7 separate regions of the Mus musculus genome follow, and all the other regions are linked to region 2. A link is a contact called in public capture Hi-C and promoter capture Hi-C data. All regions are on one chromosome and are shown on one strand. Each heading gives the region's core, a stretch centred on a gene start, on an enhancer-like site or on the middle of the called end of the contact. The rest is flanking DNA. Distances are from core to core; before and after follow the strand shown.

Region 1 (2,947 bases), core at 189-2,688, 420 kb before region 2:
GAGCCATGGCGTTCACCCTTAGAGTCCTTCTTGAAGGCATAAGACACAGTGATAGGACGGTTACACAGGTACTGCCCGTTCATGGCCTCAATTGCTGCATCCGAAGCATCGAAGGAGGCAAAATTAATGAAGGCGTAACCCTTGGAGTTGCCTGTGTCAGGGTCCCGCATGATCTTGGGGGTCTGTAGGATGACTCCAAAGGCGCTGAAAGTATCGTAAAGCAGCTTTTCATCAATTTCTGGGTCCAGATTTCCAATGAAAATGTTGGCTCCCACATCCAGGTTTTTGTTGTGAGCTGAGGCCTTGTTCACCCGTATTGGCTTTCCATAGAGTTTGATCATGTTCATAATCTTAATGGCATAGTCGGCATCTTCCTCGCTCAGGAATTCAACAAAGCCATAGCCTGGGGAATCAATGAAAAAAACAAAACAAAACAAAAAACAAACAAACAAAAAAAACCCATCATTCAGGGGAAGAGACTCAAAATGAAACATTAACTCCCCAGCCTTCAAACACAAAGAACATAATAGATAATAGCTGGGCGACTGCACGTGCACGTGCTTTTAATGCCACCACTTCGTAGCAGAGGCAGGTGGAGCTCAAAGATCGTGACCAGCCTGGTCTACAGAGCAAGATCTAGGACAGCCAGGACTACACAGAGAATGGTTGAGAATGGTTCCAGAAACTAGAGCTAAGAGAAAATATTCCAGAAACTGGGAATTGAAGCTGAAGGAGAAAGCAATCTTTAGGTTGCTCATTCCAAAGGCGCTGTGCCTAGCGGCTGAGCCTCTTCGGGGCCGGTTAACCCTCTCCAGGGCTGATTCCTGCCCCGTACCCTACTCACCCTGGTGCTGGCCAGTGACTCTGTCCTTGGGCATGTGGGTGTTGACCACTGGCCCTGCCTGGAGAAAGAGCTCCCACAGCAGCGGCTCACTCACTTTCTCGTCCAGACCGCCCACGTACACCGTGGCATCTAAAGGGAAGAAGCAGGCGATGAGGAGTCGGCAGTGAAAAAGAAGACAAAAACCAAAAACCGTCGCCTAAAGCCCTGAAATTCCCTCTGCCACCATCATCTAGAAAATCTGCTACGTCTAATTTGGCATTCTTGCTGGTCCGGTACTCCCGGGAGGCTTTTGTCTTCTTGGTGGAGGGAGCTGATCTAGAAGCATCGCTTCTCACAGGCCTCGGCCTGCACCCGGCCTCGCGGCCAGCCAGGTGCCCAGAGGTCGGTGTCCCACCGGGGGGGATCTCGTCTACCACCCCAGGGGGAACGCTTCCGGCACTAATCTTCCCTCCACTTCCCTGCTCCTATCTTGGGCTCTTCTCTCCCAATTACCCTGATTCCGTTCGGAGATCGGTCCGGCAGCCATGGCGAAGGGGCTCCCGCCGTCTCTAAGCAGCAGCACCGCCCCCTGACCTCAGTTACAACTTCCACTTCCGGGCCAAGGCTCACGTTGGGCGGGGCCGGCGCCGGGGGGGGGGGGAGGAGCCGGAAGCGATCGCGGCCATCTTAGGGGTCGGAGTCTTGTCTTTCGGAAGGGAAAGGCGCTCTAGGGCTGCTGCTGTAGTCGGGGCGGAACGGATGTGCTCAGCCCGTCTCGACACAGTTAACTAAAGCCCCGGATGCTTCCAGACTGTTAGAGGCTCACACGGCTCCCCAAACGCACATTCAAGTGCAAAACCAGGCTTTGTACGTTCTGTGACGCAGAGTTGTGTCCTAAGTGCAGGGCCAGGACTGCCTTCTGGAGCGACCTATTATTTAGTGAGGTCCACGACGCTCGTGCAGACTCGCCCTCGGCCTAGACTTGAGCCTGAGGTATTTTGTTTTCCCCTAAGTGTCAAATCTCCGCTTATCTTGGGAAATCTGGGACACGAAACCGGGTTGGGTTGCGGGCTGGTATCGAAGCTTTAAGGAGCAGACATGGATCTCTTGAGTTAAAGGCCAGCCAGGTCTACAGAACGAGTTCCAGGACAGCCATGGCCACACAGAAAACCTGTCTCAAAAAACAGAGTTCCAGCTGGCCTAATAGACACATAGAGACCATGTCTCAAAAAAGGTGTGCGGACCCCTTCCCCCATATTTTATGTGTATTTCTTCCAGGCCACGCCTGACTTGGATCCTTTATTTCCTTACAATAATTTGGGTGTTTTTCTCAGTTCACACCCTCCCCTCCACCCCCACGGCTTTGCTGAGATCTTCATTCAACACAAGAAAATACCAGCAATGTGTAGAAATACTGTGCTTTAATGAACTCCTTAAATAGAAACGCTGCTATGAAAATATACAGTGGGAGGAGACGGTTTCTCCCTTATTCACCTCGTTCCCACAGAAGACTAAGAAAAGATTTCAAAGTAGTGTAGAGAGGTTGCGAATGAGGTCTCTAGGACATCATTGTTGGGACTGATGAAAAGGGTCTCTCATGTCACAGTTTTGACGGCCATCCAAAAGGTACAGAATTGCCTGGGAAAAGGGGCAATCACATTCTGAACTGGTCTTGTTTCTTAGTTTTCAAATCACAAGAAATGAAAATAGCCCCAGAAATCAAACAAATCGGGAGACCTTTAGGTTGGTAGCGCCACCATCTGCTACAGAAACGGGCCTTCTAAGTGAACTCTGCAGACTGGAATGCCAAAGCTGAGGCGTCAAGGTCAGACAGGAAGATGAGCAGAGACCCCTGCCCTGCCTCTGAGAACGACGCTAACAAACAGTTTCAGCAGATCTGAGAGAGGATGGTATTCGGATCTCTTTTCTTGCTCTGGTCCTCGGGAGATATTCTTGGTGTCCATTGTCTTAACAGTTCCTGAAGGTGAGAAAGCTCATCCTGAAGGGCAGAGACTGTGAGAGCTGAGGAGCCCATCTGGGGAGGGGCAAAGCGCACAGAGGAAGACTGTTACAGGGCTTGCTTCCTGGTTCCTTTTTTTTCCCCCTTTTCTGTTTTTTGTTTTG
Region 2 (2,700 bases), core at 76-2,575:
AAGACCCCATGATCCCATCACCACTGCAATCTGGGAATGGACTAAGTGTCCCCACCCCCAGGTGAGGGACTACTTGAGTTAATAAGGGTGCTAATAAGTTCATTTCCCTTTATGCTTCTCCACACATCTGACCGTGTTTCTGTTTTTACTGTGTAAAGCTAATATGTCTAGCCCTGCATCTGAGATTTAATGGAGAGAGATCAAAGAAAGAATAAAGAAAGATGAAGGTGGGGTGCTGATGAGAGACCAAAGGCTTATGTAAGGAACAGAGAACAAGATGTTGGATGTCTCTAAGATGGTCAGGGAGTCTATTGGAAATAAACTATGGAAAGAACAAGGTATGCTGGAAGAGTGCACACTGCAGATTCATCGGCACGCATGTTTTTTACCTTAAACTACCTTCTGTAATCTTTGAATTCCACATCTGAGACCTGTAAGATGGCTCAGCAGATAACAGGTACTTACTGCCCAAGCCTGGCAACGTGACTTTGACCCCTAAGACCCATGTAAAGTGAAAGGACAGAAGTGGCCACAGAAAGGTAGCATGTGACCTACAAAACTGTGCCGCCCACGCCTTCAAAGATTCTTCACACACACGCAATAATGATTGATTGATTAAATTCCACATCTGTGACATTAAGAGGTCTCTAAAGTCCCTCCACCACGACTGCAAAGGAATGACCACCAAGATAGTCTTAGAGTTGTTACATTCAGTGGTAATAACAGTGTCTTGCAAGCCGGGCAGTGGGCGTGCACGCCTTTTATCCCAGCACTCGGGAGGCAGAGGCTGGTGGATTTCTGAGTGCTAGGCCAGCCTGGTCTACAGAGTGAGTTCCAGGACAGCCTAGGGGAAAAAGAGAACAAAAACAACAACAAAACCAGTGTCTTGCTGCTGGTGCTAATTATCATATACCAAGCACCGAGATGAGCAATTTACACAAAATGTACCTTCAGAATGGAACATATATTTTTATTCTTGTTTTATAGATTAAAAAATCGAGATTACAGAAAGTTTACTTAAAAAAAAAAAAACTACTTAATGCCAGATCCAGGATTTACACTAAATGTTTAGTTCCAGTGTCTGTACTTGTTTCTTGTCAGCTTTAAGAATGTTTAATAAATTTTATAATTAAAGGAAAATGACTAACTTCCACTTCCTGTTTTTCTCTCATTCTTGCCCCAGGAGGTATGCCCTGTCCTCAAAGTTGGATGCCTTCTTGTCACTTTGGGAACCCAGACTGCAGGTGTGTGCAACAGCTTCCACTTTCCGGTCAACCGGAACCTTTCCCAGAGCGGCTGCTGCTGTGTGGGTTCTACCTCAGCGGAGTTCCTGGGGGTGGTGCCCGGCCGGAATGGCGGCTATGTTATCCAATAGGAAAGGATATTACTGACTTAGAAGCCAATGAGGAGCCTGGTGAGGAAGAAGCGGTGATCGGAGCATGGAGGTACCGATTTGAGACAGCATGGGTCTCTGTCTGAGGTGGCGCCGGCTTGGGTTCCCACTCCCAGAGTTCCGCCGCTGCGAGCTCCACACCGTGCGTGAGGTACGCCAAGCTCCCAACCATTTAGCCCAGCGGAGTCCAAGGGGGCAGGCTGTCCAGCCCCTCCTGGACCCTGCTGCCCCACTCGGAAATGTGCGGTTCCTTTGAATCCCCAAATTAAGACCTAGTGTCACCCAGTTTCCACCTTAAAACCAATGCTTCTTAAACACCCATAACCCCTACGACCCCATTCCGGAGTAGTGGAAATAAGCCCGCGATACCTCCTAACGTGCCTTTTCCTCCAGGCCTCTGCACCAACTCCTCCACATTGGTTGGCAGAACGATTTGGCCTTTTTGAGGAGCTATGGACCGCTCACGTGAAAAAGTTAGCAAGTATGACACAGAAGAAAGCCCGGGCTATTAAGATATCACTTCCTGAAGGCCAGAAGGTAGATGCTGTTGCATGGAACACAACCCCTTACCAACTGGCCCATCAGATCAGGTATCAAGCCAGCCTTTCTACCTACAAGAATTATTTTTCTGTCCTTTTCTGCACCCGGTCAGAAAATGAAAGCATCTTTTTGTTTCTCTTTGGTTTTTCGAGACAGGGTTTCTCTGTGTAGCCCTGGCTGTCCTGGAACTCACTCTGTAGACCAGGCTGACCTCAAACTCAGAAATCCGCCTGCCTCTGTCTCCCAAGTGCTGGGATTAAAGGCATGCGCCACCATTGTCCCGCTACATTTTTTCTTTTTCTTTGTTTCCCATCAGAAAGGTGTAGTCTTTGGGCAGGGAGGGGGTTAGGGTTGGGGGGGGGGGTCAGTCAGTCATTTAATTGATTACCACACAAGCATAAGGACCTGAAATATGAATTTGTGGAAGGAAACTGACTCCTAAAAATTGTCCTCTGACCCCCCCCCCACACACACACACACACTGTAGCATGTGTGCCCCACCCATAAATAAATGAAATAATAGTTTCAGGTTAAAAATAAAAAGGGTGTGGTGACATGTGCGTGTAATCTGGTCAGCCAACCTAGCCTGCTGGCGATGCTCTTTGCCAAAGAAAGACCCTCTTCTAAAGGCATGATTGTTGACTCCCGAGGAAGAATGCACACCTACTCCCCCAGAAAAGCATCTTGTTAAAAGAAAAAAAAAAAAAAAAAGGCTGGGCGTGGTGGCACACGACTTTAGTCCCAGCACTTGGGAGGCAGAGGCAGAG
Region 3 (2,842 bases), core at 191-2,690, 480 kb before region 2:
AGAGCAGGAGAAACAGCGAGCAAGCCCAGCCGCCCGGCGACCCGCGGAGTGTCGCAACGACGGCCGCACGCAAATGAAGCCACCGAGCACGCGCGTCGTGATTCGCGCGTTCCAGGGCGGCGCCGGGGCGAGGGAGCCGGTCTTATGTAAATGAGAGGCTTCTGTCCGCGCGCTCCTATTGGCCACGGCGTCAGGACGCGTGTGAGCCAATGAGAGCGTCGGGCGGACAATCGGGTCTGCGTCTATAAAAGGGTGAGGCGTCGGCGCCGGAGTACCGTTTCCTGGTTGTGGCCGTTCGTCTGTTTGCGCTTTCGTGATGTCCGGTCGTGGCAAGCAAGGAGGCAAGGCCCGCGCCAAGGCCAAGTCGCGGTCTTCCCGGGCCGGGCTACAGTTCCCGGTGGGGCGTGTGCACCGGCTGCTGCGCAAGGGCAACTACGCGGAGCGTGTGGGTGCCGGCGCGCCGGTATACATGGCGGCGGTGCTGGAGTACCTAACGGCCGAGATCCTGGAGCTGGCGGGCAACGCGGCCCGCGACAACAAGAAGACGCGCATCATCCCGCGCCACCTGCAGCTGGCCATCCGCAACGACGAGGAGCTCAACAAGCTGCTGGGCAAAGTGACGATCGCGCAGGGCGGCGTCCTGCCCAACATCCAGGCCGTGCTGCTGCCCAAGAAGACGGAGAGCCACCATAAGGCGAAGGGCAAGTGAGGCCACTGCTCGCGTCGGCCCGCGTCTCTGTGATATAACCCCCGCGAGCTCCTAAAAAGGCTCTTTTCAGAGCCACCCACTGAATCAGATAAAGAGTTGTGTCACGGTAGCCGGTCTTGGTGGCCTTTCCTGGCCCTGCCCCAAAAGTAAGAGTGTCGTGTCCTCTGCTTCCTTGCCCATCCTGCCCGTGGTTCCCCCTGGTAGTTAGTCTGTTGTCGCTCTTTGGTTCATGCCCTGCCTCGGCGGAGCGGATACGCGGTTCTCGCTGACCGTCCCAAGCATTTAGCCCCTATCTGCCCACACCCTTGTCCTACACAACACTGTCCCTCACTCAGCGTCCACCCGCCTGACCCTTCCCAGGACTAAGACTCAACTAGGACGTCTAGGCCAATCTAGACATAAGTCGCAGTCAGCCGCGCTCTCGTCCGGTCCTTGGGGAATGTCTAGGAGGAGGAGGTGTCCCGCGAGGACTGGACGCGGCCGGCTCTAGGGATCATGGGGGACTGGGGCTGGGACTGTGGCTGTGGCTGGGCGGTGCTGCACAAACACTAGATTAGTTCTGCCCTGGGACTTTGGGCGGCGGGCGGGGGCGCGCGAGCTCCTCTTGGGCAGAGCCGGGACCCGCCCTCTACGGGCAGCTGCCAGACGTGGCTCCACCCTCGCAGAACGTTGGCAAGTGGACCGGGCGCGGGGCTGGACGTGGGGGGCGGGTGGGGGCGGGTCAGGTGGCGTGGCGGGCCCGAGCCAATGGGCGAGGTCGGGGCCGGTGACGCCACGGCCAATGGCGCGGCAGCGCGGGAGTTTCAAGTCGCTGTCTCCGCCCCGCCGCGGGGAAGACTGCGCCTATAAAGGCGGCCGGCTCGGGCCGGTATCAGGTCCCCGAGTGCTCCTCGTTTGGGTGTCTTCCGTCTTCGCCATGGCCCGTACGAAGCAGACTGCCCGCAAGTCCACCGGCGGCAAGGCCCCGCGCAAGCAGCTGGCCACCAAGGCCGCCCGCAAGAGCGCCCCGGCCACGGGCGGCGTGAAGAAGCCGCACCGCTACCGGCCCGGCACCGTGGCGCTGCGGGAGATCCGGCGCTACCAGAAGTCGACCGAGCTGCTGATCCGCAAGCTGCCGTTCCAGCGCCTGGTGCGCGAGATCGCGCAGGACTTCAAGACGGACCTGCGCTTCCAGAGCTCGGCCGTCATGGCGCTGCAGGAGGCGAGCGAGGCCTACCTGGTGGGGCTGTTCGAGGACACCAACCTGTGCGCCATCCACGCCAAACGCGTCACCATCATGCCCAAGGACATCCAGTTGGCCCGCCGCATCCGTGGGGAGCGCGCTTAAGCGCCCTGTCTCCCATCCATTCCCCACAAAGGCTCTTTTCAGAGCCACCACAGCTTCCCGGAAAGAGCTGTTTACTTCGCTTAGAGCTTTGTCCGCACATTATCCCGCTCCATAGCTCTAGGTTGGTATCTGACTTATACCTGTTATGTCTACATAATGGTTGCTTTCAAGGAAGGTTTGAATGCCCTTAGTGTAAGTTGTTTAACGTTAATTGCGGTCTTATTCAGACTCCTAGCTTGTTAACCCGAAGTAGGTTCACCACCTCAGTCTAAGGGGAGGGGATAATCTTACGGAGGGTTGGGGCTTGGTGGATACTATGTAATGTTCCTACCCAGCTGGAGCAGAGAAGGCTTTGTAAGTAGCTGAAGGCTGAGATCTAGCTTACAGCTCATAATTACATCACCAGACTTCTGGACGACTGAAGATTATTGTTGCTCATTTAATGCAATGTCTGAGGCTTACGGGGCTCAACGTCGGTGGTAAGTGGACTATGAGTAATATCCAGTGATAAAGCTTTGTTCTCTAACACTTGATTAGAAGACCTGCTAGCTACTTGGGATTCAGCATTTATTGCTATGATATGGTTCAATGGCAATTGGGTAGTTTTTCCTCTTACTCCTATTAATTTACTTCAAAATGACAACTCCATTCCCCCCTTCCCACTTTGGCAGGCACCTTTCTGGACCGAAATACACTGGATATCAAAGGGGAATCCCTTTACAATTCCTTAGCGTGAGGACAGTCTTTGCAGGGGTGGGTGTCGGACCTGAGACTCAAGAGCACAGTAAATACCTTATGGAGATCAC
Region 4 (2,700 bases), core at 48-2,547, 320 kb after region 2:
TTAAAAATATTTTTTTTAAAGTTGATATTGACACATGAATTTGAAGCCAACCTGGGCTACATATAAGTTCTAGGACTCTCTCTCTCTCTCTCTCTCTCTCTCTCTTAAAAAAAAAGGCTGTTTCCAAAAATAATGGGAAAACAATACATTTCCCAGTGTTTCAGCTATTGTGTGTATGTATATACATACGTGTGTGTACCCTGTTACTGTAATATAGTACATTAACAAGATAAAATTTAAAAGTTCAATGTGAAATAGCAGAGACCAATATTACACAACCCTCCCTCCAAACTCTTCGATGATACAGACTTCTGGGAAATGATGGATTTACTTTGTTGGAAAATAACAAGGTAAATTAGCCCAACTAAAATGAAATACTTCCTAAGATGTAACTGAATACAGTAGAAAGGACTGAGAGGGAGACTGCAGTGATCCAAAGTCAACCGGGGGCTGGAATGAGACAAGACTCAAAATAAGATGAACGAGAGACAGAGACAGACAGACAAACAAGCAAGAGGACGTCCACAGACAAATGGCGCGGGACATTTTTCTGAAAGAACAGGAGTTGCTCCACCTCGACCTAACAAGATTTAAACCTGGGTTCTGGACTAAAGACCTGTCCTGAACTATTACCATTACCCAAACCTCTGCCTTCAGCAGCAAGACACTAATAACTACGCTAAAACCCTAAATTTCAAAGTATAGGAGTTACAAGAATCTGAGCAGATTCTCAAAGAACTAAGTTTTCCATTTAAATGTAAACCAAGTGTAGAATCAAGCAAGACTTTGCAAAACGTCAACGTGGCCCCGTCTATAGCCCAGTTTACGCTCGCAGTTACACCAAGTCAGTTTGCCCAGTTACTTACTAGGCATCAGGGGAACATCAGCTGGCAGAGGGTTAAAAGACCACAACACTCCCTAACACCGCAGGCAGAGTGGAGACGCTGGCCAAGCGCCACCACTACTCCAGAAGTTGGGGCACGGAGCCCCCAAACACCCGTCACCCGTTCCCCAGGTCCTCCGGGCAGGGCGCCTCCTCGACACCCCTCCCCCAACACCCGAACGCCACGGCCCTGCTGCTCTGCTCTGGCTCTCCGCACTTGTCAGTCCTTTCTGCCGCCTCACCTGGGTTAGCTGTAGTCGCCGCCATGGTCGAGATGGCACCGTCCCTGCGCCACCCTCGGTGGGAGGGGCAGCCGCCACCGAGCTGGGGGAGGGGAGGGAAGAGCCACTCCGCAGATTAGGCACCTTACCGCCGCCACCGCTACCGCGGAATCCAAGATGGCGGACGCCCACCCCCCTCCCCATCCTGGGCAGAAGACACGCCCCAAACTATGGGCGCGGTCAGTCTCCAGACAGCCTCCCTGGGAGAACTGGCCAATAGAAACAGTAAGTCGCCATAGAGGCCGGGCTAGTGACTCGGCCAGTGAGTCCGGTGACCCGAGGAGTGCTAGGAAGCCTGAGCTAGGAAGCCAACCAGCTGTTTCCCTAATCCGGCCTTCTCGGCGTCAGAGATTCATAACCAAATTGACGTCAGTGAAATGCAAAGAAAACGAGCATTTTACTAAAATGTTTTCTTTCTTAGTGGGCTCATCAGCATATGCTTCCTACAGACGATTTGTTATGCAAACCCTCTTTATAGGTTCTAACACAGGGATCACTAATCCATTCTAGGTTGTTTTTTCTTTATGAACTTTTGTCACTAGTAAAAGTCCGATAACTAATTCTTAAGAGTTGGCTCTGAAGCTGGTAGGAAAAAGCTGGGTGATTACGTGGTACCAAAGATGCCAACATTTGAAATGGAGACAACGAACAAAGAATTTTTATTAAACAAGTATTCCAGAACTCAGAATGCAAAGACCAGTCTGTACTACAAAATGAAACTAGTCCCTTTCTCTGCCCTCCAAAAGTGAGGTGTCCTATGTCACAAGTTTTTTTAAAATGACAAGGTAGTAAACACACAGACGTAATGTCTAATTATAAGAACTGAGCAATTCAGAACAGACAATGTCGACTCAAAACACTGTGAGATAAATTCTATAATTTTACAAATCAAGAACTACAAGCAGGGGCTGGAGAGATGGCTCAGCGGGTAAGAGCACTGACTGCTCTTTCAGAGGTCCTGCGTTCAAATCCCAGCAACCACATGGTGGCCCACAACCACCCCTAATGAGATCTAACGCCCTCGTCTGGTGTGTTTGAAGACAATTACAGTGTACTTATTTAGAATAATAAATAAATCTTTGGGCCAGAGAAAGCAGGAACTGAGTGAGCCGACCAACTGGAGTGGGCGAGGTTGATTGGAGCAAGCAGAGGTCCTAAAGTCAATACCCAATAACCACATGAAGGCTCACAGCCATCTGTACAGCTACAGTGTACTCATATACATAAAATAAATAAATAAATCTTAAAAATATATATTTAAAAAAAAAAAAGAACTACAAACAGATCCAGGCATAGTGATGCATGCCTTTAATCCTAGTACTCAGGAGGCAGAGACTGGCCAATTTCTCTGAGTTCAATGCCAGCCTGGTCTACATAGTGAGTTCTAAGACAGCAGGAGCTATATATAGAAAGACACTATCTCAAAAACAAACAAAAACCAAAGACATGAAACAAAGGCCACCTTGCAAATTAATCCAGTAGTGAGAAGCAAAGTGAATGAAACTAACACCCAAAGTCTATTATATTCATCACCAT
Region 5 (2,700 bases), core at 130-2,629, 300 kb before region 2:
TAGACCCCGCTGGCCTCAAACTCAGAGATCTGCCTGTCTCTGCCTCCTGAGTGCTGGGATTAAAGGTGTGTGACACCACTGCTGGCTTGTTCTTTTTAAGATACAGAAAGTTGAAAAAATATGACATACTATATTACAGTCCAGGTAAGGAAATAGAATCCAAGCAACATGGGTGATGGTGATTTTTCAGATACCAGTAACTTGCTAGATTTGTGGGTAAATTTTATTTTCTTTGATGAGTCAGTTTTCTATAATATATGAACTTTTTTGCTGATAAAACAGGATTGTATATAACATTAGATCTCATTTGTGTGTAGTTAATATCCCACTGACTCGTTTAATATAAAGCTTTAAGGCTTCTGTCAAAACATATGCACACCAGTAACTCCAGCACTGCAGACACTGAGGGGTCACGCGTTCAAAGTCAGCCCGTGTTACATTGCAAAGCCTTATTCAAACAAAAAGGAAGAAGAAAGAAAGTCTCAAAACCTGTACTGTGCCCAATGGGAAGTTTTATTTACTGGTTTATTTATTGACTGGAAAACTGAAAAGAACACATTTTCACAATTTTAGAAGTGACAAATACCTGTATTTCAAGTGACTTCTAGTCTTCCTCAAGGGATTTGGAAACTTCGCATAATTTGCATAACCCGATTAAGTTCTTCTATTCTATTTAACCGCATATTTCTTACAGTATGTTGAAAAAACTAGTATTTAGTGGTGCTGTGTTGATTTTAAATTAATTTTTTAAATTAGCATTCTCAATGAGTCTCATAATGGCATTTATACACATGACAATAATATCTCATTCTAATGTGTTTCCTTTTTTTCCTGCCTCCAGCCCCTCTACCCCTAACCCCGCGGTTCCTAAAGCTCCCTGGTCCCCTTCCTCTACTAAATAGTCTGTCTGTTTTGTGCTCCTTGTATTCATTCCCTTGTATTCCAATACTATGTCTATCCGGGTCTCCCTCTCTTAAAATCTCCTTCTCACCTCTGGTGATCCTTTGCAGTTTCACATCTCACACACGTCATTATTTTGGTGTAAATATTTGAAGCACTAATAGCCAATGATTTGTTGCAGTTATTTGTCTTCCTGGTTGTACAGTTCTCTATTGTAAGAAGGTGAGGAACAAAACACCTTGATCCGAAGTGTGATAATAGTGTGTCATCTGTTGAATTTTTTGGAAACTGAAGCTTTAAGATCCAGTTGATTGCTAATTGTTCTTGCTTCTTAGATTAAAAATGTGTTTACCTTTAAATTCTCAAGTTGGTTTTGTTCCGGCCCCAATGAATTAACTGTCCCCGCCCATTGCAGGGGCCCTGGAAACCCGGCGTCCCTGAAAGCCAACCAAATTCAGTACTTTGGGCGCCGCGAGCTCGCAGTCCCAGCGGTCCTGAGTAGGGGGCGGGTGGAAGCTCCGCGCCTTCCTGGGGTCTCTAAGGTCTACAACATCTCTAAATAGCGTTCCCATTGTTTCTTCATTCAACAAACGTGATGAATTTCAGCTCCCCTTCTCTCTTTAGGAAACCCAGTTGAGTCTCATTCTATGACCTACCAAATACAAAATGCCGTCTCTTGATGCTACTTTGTTTGGATACTTTAGAAAACCGGGGCTGCCTCTGTAACCTAGCCTGGGCTATCAGAGAACTTGCTATGCAGTACAGACCTGGGACCCCGCTGCCCCAGCCTGCCCAGTGCTACGATGACGTGCGAGGGCTTCAGAAAAGATGCTCAGCAAACAGTGTCCGAGAGAGCTGTATCCCGCGGTGCGCCAAGCGCTTCCCTACTCAGGACCAGAAGCCAGCACAGCGCGGGTTCGGGGAAACAGGCTGCCTTCCACTCCCTACCGAGAAGCGTCGGGAATGGCACCGTCGCTTAGCTGCTGAGTCTGAGTCCCGGACTCCACGGAGGAACTACAATTCCCAGTATCGGAGCTACCCGGACTCCCGGAAGCCGAGGCTTTGGCGACCGGAAGCAGCTGAGACCCAACAGGCCTGAGGTTAATTCAGCCAGGAAAGTGGGTGGGAAGGGCTGTGGGGCACCTGTCAATTCGCCACCATGAATGTGGTCTTTGCTGTGAAGCAGTATATTTCCAAAATGATAGAGGACAGCGGGCCGGGCATGAAGGTACTTCTCATGGATAAAGAAACGGTGAGTTTGCTTTTGCTCAGTATTTATAAAGGAAGCTCTCCCTTCCTTTAGAATTGCTGGCCCCGTTCCGCTGTAGAACTTAGCATTTCACTGATGACGATGATCAAGTCTGTCTGGCACTGGGAAAGTTGTAGAATGCTTTCCCAGTGGGTGTGCAGTCTAACCAGCTCTAACTGGTGCCAAGAGACTTCTTACACCTGAAAGAGTGTCTGCAAAGAAATTGTTACTGGCGACACAGGGAAGACTTTACTCAACGTTGTTTTTAAAAGTAAATTGTTGGGGTTCAGCTGAAATAACAGGCTATTTGTTGACCACAACTTTAAAAAAGGAATTGTAAAGGAATGGTGAAGATCCTCTTTAGAAGTTTCTGAGTTGTTCATGTTCAGAGAGAGTGGTAGGTTTTCATTCTAACACATTACAGCCTGTTTTGGATATTAGGTAAATATTATTCTGTATATTAGAATTTAAATTACCTACTCAAATATTAGTGGCAAAAGGCTTAACTATTGATGCATGTTTTTACTAGTCCGGACTAGTATAATCTTAGT
Region 6 (2,745 bases), core at 18-2,517, 440 kb before region 2:
CTCACACACAGAGTAGGAACTGCCTCAGCCATTCCTTGGAGTGGTCATGTGTTGTGTCCGGCCAGCAGACCACAACCTGGGTTCTAGCCTGGAAAGGCATTTTGGAAACCTGGAAGAGAAGAGGGGCTAGGTGGCGAGAGAAAAGAATGTAGCCAAGACAGTTACTCTGATCAAGGCTCAAATTTTATTGTTGCGACACTAGTTATGAAGGAAGGGGGAGGGGACCCGATTCCCGCGGAATAATCTCTGGTCCAGTAGAAAGGTGCACGTGTGTGGCTCCGCAGGTTCCAGCAGTGGGCGTGGCAGAACGAATGAGCAGGAAGCTCCACCCCTGAGCAAGCAGGTTTCAGGCTAGGGGAGGGGAGACTGCAGTCATGTGCTGATTTCATTCAGTTACCACATCCTGACCAAATGAGGTGAGAAAGTGGTCTTCTTGTTTCTCCTACACTGCTCTAAGAAGTCTCTTGTCATTTCTTTGGTCCTCACGTGTAGGTAATATGCTTACAGTAAACTGTGTGTATTTCCACCACACACTTGACACACGGTATCACAATGAACATTATGACTATTTCTCTAGTGCTTTGTAAACTCTGAGAGCAGGGCTGTCTTTATTCTATCTCTCTCAGGAACAAAGGAATCTCCGAAAGGAACAAAGCTGGGGTCCTACACAGAAGCGCGCGGGGGCAAGGCAAGTTAGTGCAGCTCTTAGGGAACTGTGTGACGATCTTCATTTTCCTTCTCACTGGAATTCTCTGTTTGGGGCAGGACAGATTATCTTGGGAAGAAAACTGTCCCAGCAGACATTCCCCTCTGAATTGAGCAAGGTCCGCTGTAATCTCATAAGAATCTGTTTTTGCTATGGAAGCACTCTATCAATAACCCAGGACAGTAATCCCAGCAGGTAGGAGGTAGAGGCAGGAGGATCAGGAAATAATGGACATTTCTAGAGTGGTAAAGGCCAACCTGGGCTACATGAGACTTCTTTTTTTATTAATTACATACAAATGACTTAAGCTATTTGGGTTATAGATCAAGAAGCTACAAATCTGGTGCAACCATCTTAAATTTACAGGAAACACTTTTGTTTTTATTGCTCTAATTTCCCGACTTTGCAGGATTTTACCGGTCGGGAGAAGCAGGGACTACAATTCCCATAAAACCTCTGGGTACTGGGTAACGCCTGCCAGACGCAACCGGACTGCGTTTCCTAGCGAGCCTCCTGACGCGGCGTTTGCGTGGTCCGACCGGAAATTCGGTTGTTAGATCAAGCGGTGGTACAGCAGGCTGCGCAGCAAGTACAAAGGTACCACCCTAGGGTTCGGAGAGACGATAGGGCTCTGACTCAGCCAAAAGGACCAAGTTGTACATTTTCCATTTTTCAGCTCCCAGCCATGCTTTCCCAGTGCCCTTAGTGCCTAGCGCTCTGGCCGCTCAATCGCCTTTGTCTCTCCGCTACCGGCGTAGAAGCCGCGTTAACCCGCCACGCAGAGTAGAGGCGGTTCCAGGGTGTGCTTGTCTGGGGTGCGTGGGCAGGGTGTGTGGACTCAGTCCCGTGTCCTTCGTTTCTCCGCAGCGAATGCTAAGTGCGCGATCGGCCCAGTGCATGGTCTCCATGGCCACGCGCTCGTGTGTATCGCGGGGCAGCGCGGGATCTGCGGCTGCAGGACCAGTGGAAGCCGCTATTCGCGCCAAATTGGAGCAAGCCCTGAGCCCCGAGGTACTGGAGCTGCGCAACGAGAGCGGTGGCCACGCAGTCCCAGCAGGCAGCGAGACGCATTTTCGCGTGGCGGTGGTGAGCTCTCGTTTCGAGGGGATGAGCCCCTTGCAACGGCACCGGTTGGTCCACGAGGCACTGTCGGAGGAGCTGGCTGGACCGGTACATGCCCTGGCCATCCAGGCGAAGACCCCCGCCCAGTGGAGAGAAAACCCACAGTTGGACATTAGTCCCCCCTGCCTAGGTGGGAGCAAGAAAACTCGAGGGACCTCTTAATAAATACCTGGATTGGGAGAACGATCCGAATGGGTCGACTGAGAATAAACTACTACATCACTACTACCTTATTCCTTGATTTGTACGGACCAGGAGCTCTGCCTTTTCTGCTAATGAACACCATGCAGAGGCAAAGACACCTCTGGTGAAAGCTAAGCTAGCCCAGGGAGAGAGCAGCCACTCCCTCCCTCTTGCCCTTGCCTGGGCTAGACTAGAGAAAGGTCCTGATGAATCGGAAAGGGCCATGATAATAAAAGAGAAGCTGGTGCATGAGGTCAAACGGTGCTCTTAATACCTGTTAAATTGGAGCTACACATCATTAGTGCATATGGGGGCTGGGGGAGGTTGCATAACACCACTGCGCACTTGGGTGTCAGAGAGTAATTTTCGGAGTTACTCCTCCCCCAGTTGCATGGTTCTGGAATTGAACTCAGAGAGGCCATCAGGTTTACACAGCTGTTAGGTCCCTACAGACGTTCTTATGAGAAGAAAATTACCTGTAGGCTAGAGAAGGGATTTGTGAGGAAGTGAACTATCTGGGTTTTGCAAGGATACCAAAATTAACCCGGAAAAGAGGGAATTCCTGCATTTGAAGCAGGAAAAGAACCGAAATAAACATTGGCTAGGTTTGGGGAATGGAGATGGCTCAGTGGTTAAGAGTACTGACTGCTCTTCCGAAAGTCCTGAGTTCAGTTCCCAGCAATCATATGGTGGCTCACAACAATCCGTGATGAGATGTGGCGCCCCCTTCTGGA
Region 7 (2,807 bases), core at 200-2,699, 470 kb after region 2:
CGCCTCCCAGCTGTCAGCCCCAGAGCTTACACGGCTTGACACGGGTTTACTCTCGCGGCGTCCAGCCTGGGTCGCTGCCACTTCCGGACACACGCCCAATACGGGGGACGCTGGAGCAGGGTCGGGGCCGAGGACAAGCAAGGCACAGCGCAGGCGGTCCCGCCTGGCTTCCCAGAGTCTTCAGGATTCCCGAGTCACCGAGCCTCCGGCGTGCGCTCCAGGCCGTGCCTACAAACTGGCTTTCAAAGGAAGTTTGTGGTTTTTCTTTTTCTTCTCTCTGTCCCTCTTTTCCCCCTGTCCGGACAAAGACAAATTAGCCAAGGACGCGGTCCCTAGAGGAGGAGGAGGAGGAGGGGCCTGCTCAGCTACCGAGGATTTCCATCAGGGCTGTCTGAGCCGGTCAGCAGCCCGGTGAGCCGCAGAAAGGAAGAGAGAAAAACAACAGACCCTTTCTCTTCCCTCCGCCTGCCGCTGGAAGGGACGGAGCGCGTGTGCCTCTCTGGTGAGAACCGGGAAAAGCAAGCGGCCTGGCAGAGCCCGGAGGAGCAGGGCGGGACAGCGGCTGTTGATTAGACCTCCCTGGATGCCCGCCGCAGCCCTCTGCTCTGGAGCCAAGAAAGCAGGGCGGAAGGGCGTTGTGTTTGCATATGTACTCGTTCAATAAGAAAGAAAATTCCCACTCCTGGTTTTCTGGAGCCCCTGAGCTCTTTCCCAAGGCTTCCCTTCTTCCCCGTATGCTTTTTTTGAAAGGCTAGGAATGAAACTGGTTCAGCTGTGTACCTGGTCGGGGGCGAGGAAGACGCTCTTCTGCCTCTTCTCACCTCCCCGAGAAGCAGGACGATCTGGGGATAGATTAAAAAATGAGGGAACATGTTATGATGAAGGGACATTTTCCCCCCAAGTAGTCTGCCCTGGGACACGCAAGTGGCAGTTAAGGGATGTTGGAACCCAGCCTTAGGTTCTGAAGGCTCCTCTAAACTCTATTGATGTGACGGCCAAAGGATAAGGCTTCAAGCAACTCGGAAAGCCGAGAGAACTGTTGCAACAGAGACCCAGGAAGCAAAGTCACGGTTGCAACAGCCCATGAATGAGGAGTATTTGCTCAGGCTGTAGAAGAAAGGCTATGAAGAAGGAGGAAGAGTTGGCACGACAGTAGGTTTTAAGAAAACAAGTCAAACATTATGGTAATGTTTTCCTATCGTGAACAAACACATTGATCACGATTTGTCAGTTTGGTAAAGGGGAGAATTTAAAAAAAAGAAAGAAAAAACACCTAACCAGGGAAGCTATTTTAATAAATAATATGTACAGCAATGTTGTAATTTAAAGTCCTAACCAAACCAGGCCTGTGAATCCAGTATTCAGGAAACTGAGGAGAAAGATTACAAATTCCAGACAGGTTGGGCTAGATAGAAAGAATTTGTATTTTAAAAAAAATTGAGAGATTAATTTACATCAATCTCGAACAGATTTTCGGTGTAATATATGGAAAGGTACTATACTTAGTCCTATCTGCAAGTTCAGATGCCATAAAGGCGAGTTATTGTGACACATACACAATTTGCATGTCATAGCCCTCCGAAAACTGCTCACTTGAGGACAAACACGAGCTGCTGGACTACATTTCCCAGGAGGCACCGCGATATACCATACTCCTCCTTGACGTCCCATGAGTCTTTGGGCTCAGAACCCAGCCTCTGCCGCTGGGGGGCGGGGCAACGCCGGACTCCCGGAGTGCCGGATTACGCACTTCCTCCTGGGGTTCGGAGGCCGAACCCTTTAGTGGCGGGTTCGAGTCCCGCCCCCTGACTCTCGGCTCTAGACCCTAGGTCTAGGGCGGGGTACATTCTGCCGGGTTACCTCTCCTGGCTGAGGGGCAACGGCACACCTCGGGCTTTACCATGGAGGACTACCTGCAGGACTGTCGAGCCGCTTTGCAGGTAACGGGTCCCAGTCCGTGACCGAAAGGAATGCAGCGTGGGGTCTGGGAAGGACGAAGGTGTGGGATCTGGGGAGCCCGGACGGTCGGTGTGGAGGGATCACAGAGATGGACGCGGGGGAGCTAGAGGACCAAGCCCTTCGGCCATAGGCGGGAGAGCCCGGAGAAAGGAGTCTCTTGGTTTGCTTGAGTCGGGTCCTTCGGCAGAACCTGTGCGGCGGCCGCCAGCCTCGCCCGGCGAGGTGTGTCTCTCCCTTCTCCCCGCCCCTCTCAGTTTCCCTCCCGCAAGCGGGCTTCAGCCCACTGGGTCCAGGTGAACCTCTGGGAGTGGAGGGCACTGGGTGCACCGCTTTATTGCCTCTGAATGGCGGTTTGCCTTTTTTTTTTTTCCCTCCTAGGTAGAGGCGGTCGTGGTGTTTTACTTTAAATCTTTGTTTTTATGCCAAATATACAGAATAATTCATCAGGCATATATGTTGACCCACAACTTACATTCCTTTGCTTCCAGTGTTCTCCTTTAGTGTTAATGCAGGCGCGTGCGCATACACACACACACACACACACACACACACACACACACACACGTAAAAATACCGCCTCCTTGGTAAGGGATAAACACAAAGTGTGTTTGGAATCTAAACCATAAGCACGGCCCTGAATTCTTTGTAGCTTATTTTTGGTGCTTCCTGAACCAGCTGGACTCGCCCAGCTGTGTTGACAGGCTGTGTGGCATTAGGTCGCTCTTCCCTTTAAAGGCTCCAAGTCACCTGGCCCCCTGCTGTAAGTTTCTCTGCCCCTGAAGAAACAGATAGGCATCTTCCTTTCAAATAACTTAGCTCGGTATGGTAGCCACAGGCCTCTAGTTCCA

Evidence for each region. Promoter capture Hi-C pulls out the DNA fragments that hold promoters and counts their contacts. Capture Hi-C pulls out chosen DNA fragments and counts their contacts.
Region 1: a promoter capture Hi-C map of fetal liver shows a contact between it and region 2, with 5 times the contacts expected there. The contact joins the promoter of Sf3b4 here to the promoter of Tars2 in region 2. A contact is called at or near these places in 5 of 39 promoter capture datasets (fetal liver, hematopoietic stem and progenitor cells, liver and 1 more), 1 of 484 Hi-C or Micro-C datasets (embryonic stem cells), 2 of 115 datasets of contacts at active chromatin or transcription factors (effector CD8 T cells and embryonic stem cells) and 2 of 9 other capture datasets (adipose tissue and pancreatic islet).
Region 3: a promoter capture Hi-C map of liver shows a contact between it and region 2, with 2.0 times the contacts expected there. The contact joins the promoter of H3c15 here to the promoter of Tars2 in region 2. A contact is called at or near these places in 2 of 39 promoter capture datasets (liver and pre-B cells).
Region 4: a promoter capture Hi-C map of stem cell-derived epiblast-like cells shows a contact between it and region 2, with 2.4 times the contacts expected there. The contact joins the promoter of Arnt here to the promoter of Tars2 in region 2. A contact is called at or near these places in 9 of 39 promoter capture datasets (the C10 cell line, cranial neural crest, frontonasal cranial neural crest and 5 more) and 3 of 9 other capture datasets (adipose tissue, liver and macrophages).
Region 5: a promoter capture Hi-C map of liver shows a contact between it and region 2, with 2.5 times the contacts expected there. The contact joins the promoter of Vps45 here to the promoter of Tars2 in region 2. A contact is called at or near these places in 6 of 39 promoter capture datasets (cranial neural crest, hippocampal neurons, liver and 2 more), 3 of 484 Hi-C or Micro-C datasets (CD4 T cells, the G1E-ER4 cell line and muscle stem cells), 1 of 115 datasets of contacts at active chromatin or transcription factors (effector CD8 T cells) and 1 of 9 other capture datasets (embryonic stem cells).
Region 6: a contact with region 2 is called in a promoter capture Hi-C map of pancreatic islet. The contact joins the promoter of Bola1 here to the promoter of Tars2 in region 2.
Region 7: a capture Hi-C map of macrophages shows a contact between it and region 2, with 2.6 times the contacts expected there. The contact joins the promoter of Prune1 here to the promoter of Tars2 in region 2. A contact is called at or near these places in 3 of 39 promoter capture datasets (embryonic stem cells, hippocampal neurons and liver), 2 of 115 datasets of contacts at active chromatin or transcription factors (cardiomyocytes and craniofacial prominence) and 3 of 9 other capture datasets (liver, macrophages and pancreatic islet).

Annotation. Positions count from the first base shown.
Region 1 is chr3:96,170,997-96,173,943 of GRCm38.p6, reverse strand. It overlaps Sf3b4 (splicing factor 3b, subunit 4), which reads right to left and starts at 1,438. Exons shown (of 6, transcript NM_153053.4): 1 at 1,337-1,438; 2 at 845-973; 3 at 1-403. The coding sequence starts at 1,370. Mtmr11 (myotubularin related protein 11) reads right to left here. Exons shown (of 17, transcript NM_181409.3): 17 at 2,226-2,858. The coding sequence ends at 2,712.
Region 2 is chr3:95,753,602-95,756,301 of GRCm38.p6, reverse strand. Tars2 (threonyl-tRNA synthetase 2, mitochondrial (putative)) reads left to right here and starts at 1,325. Exons shown (of 18, transcript NM_027931.3): 1 at 1,325-1,544; 2 at 1,787-1,983. The coding sequence starts at 1,464.
Region 3 is chr3:96,237,725-96,240,566 of GRCm38.p6, reverse strand. H3c15 (H3 clustered histone 15) reads left to right here and starts at 1,440. Exons shown (of 1, transcript NM_054045.4): 1 at 1,440-2,088. The coding sequence starts at 1,626. The coding sequence ends at 2,036. H2ac19 (H2A clustered histone 19) reads left to right here and starts at 193. Exons shown (of 1, transcript NM_178212.3): 1 at 193-788. The coding sequence starts at 317. The coding sequence ends at 709.
Region 4 is chr3:95,432,987-95,435,686 of GRCm38.p6, reverse strand. Arnt (aryl hydrocarbon receptor nuclear translocator) reads right to left here and starts at 1,297. Exons shown (of 22, transcript NM_001037737.2): 1 at 1,126-1,297. The coding sequence starts at 1,150.
Region 5 is chr3:96,057,134-96,059,833 of GRCm38.p6, reverse strand. Vps45 (vacuolar protein sorting 45) reads left to right here and starts at 1,379. Exons shown (of 15, transcript NM_013841.3): 1 at 1,379-2,152. The coding sequence starts at 2,060.
Region 6 is chr3:96,196,108-96,198,852 of GRCm38.p6, reverse strand. Bola1 (bolA-like 1 (E. coli)) reads left to right here and starts at 1,267. Exons shown (of 2, transcript NM_026975.2): 1 at 1,267-1,303; 2 at 1,574-2,265. The coding sequence starts at 1,577. The coding sequence ends at 1,990.
Region 7 is chr3:95,280,718-95,283,524 of GRCm38.p6, reverse strand. Prune1 (prune exopolyphosphatase) reads left to right here and starts at 1,449. Exons shown (of 8, transcript NM_173347.2): 1 at 1,449-1,940. The coding sequence starts at 1,902. Mindy1 (MINDY lysine 48 deubiquitinase 1) reads right to left here and starts at 590. Exons shown (of 10, transcript NM_199475.1): 1 at 1-590.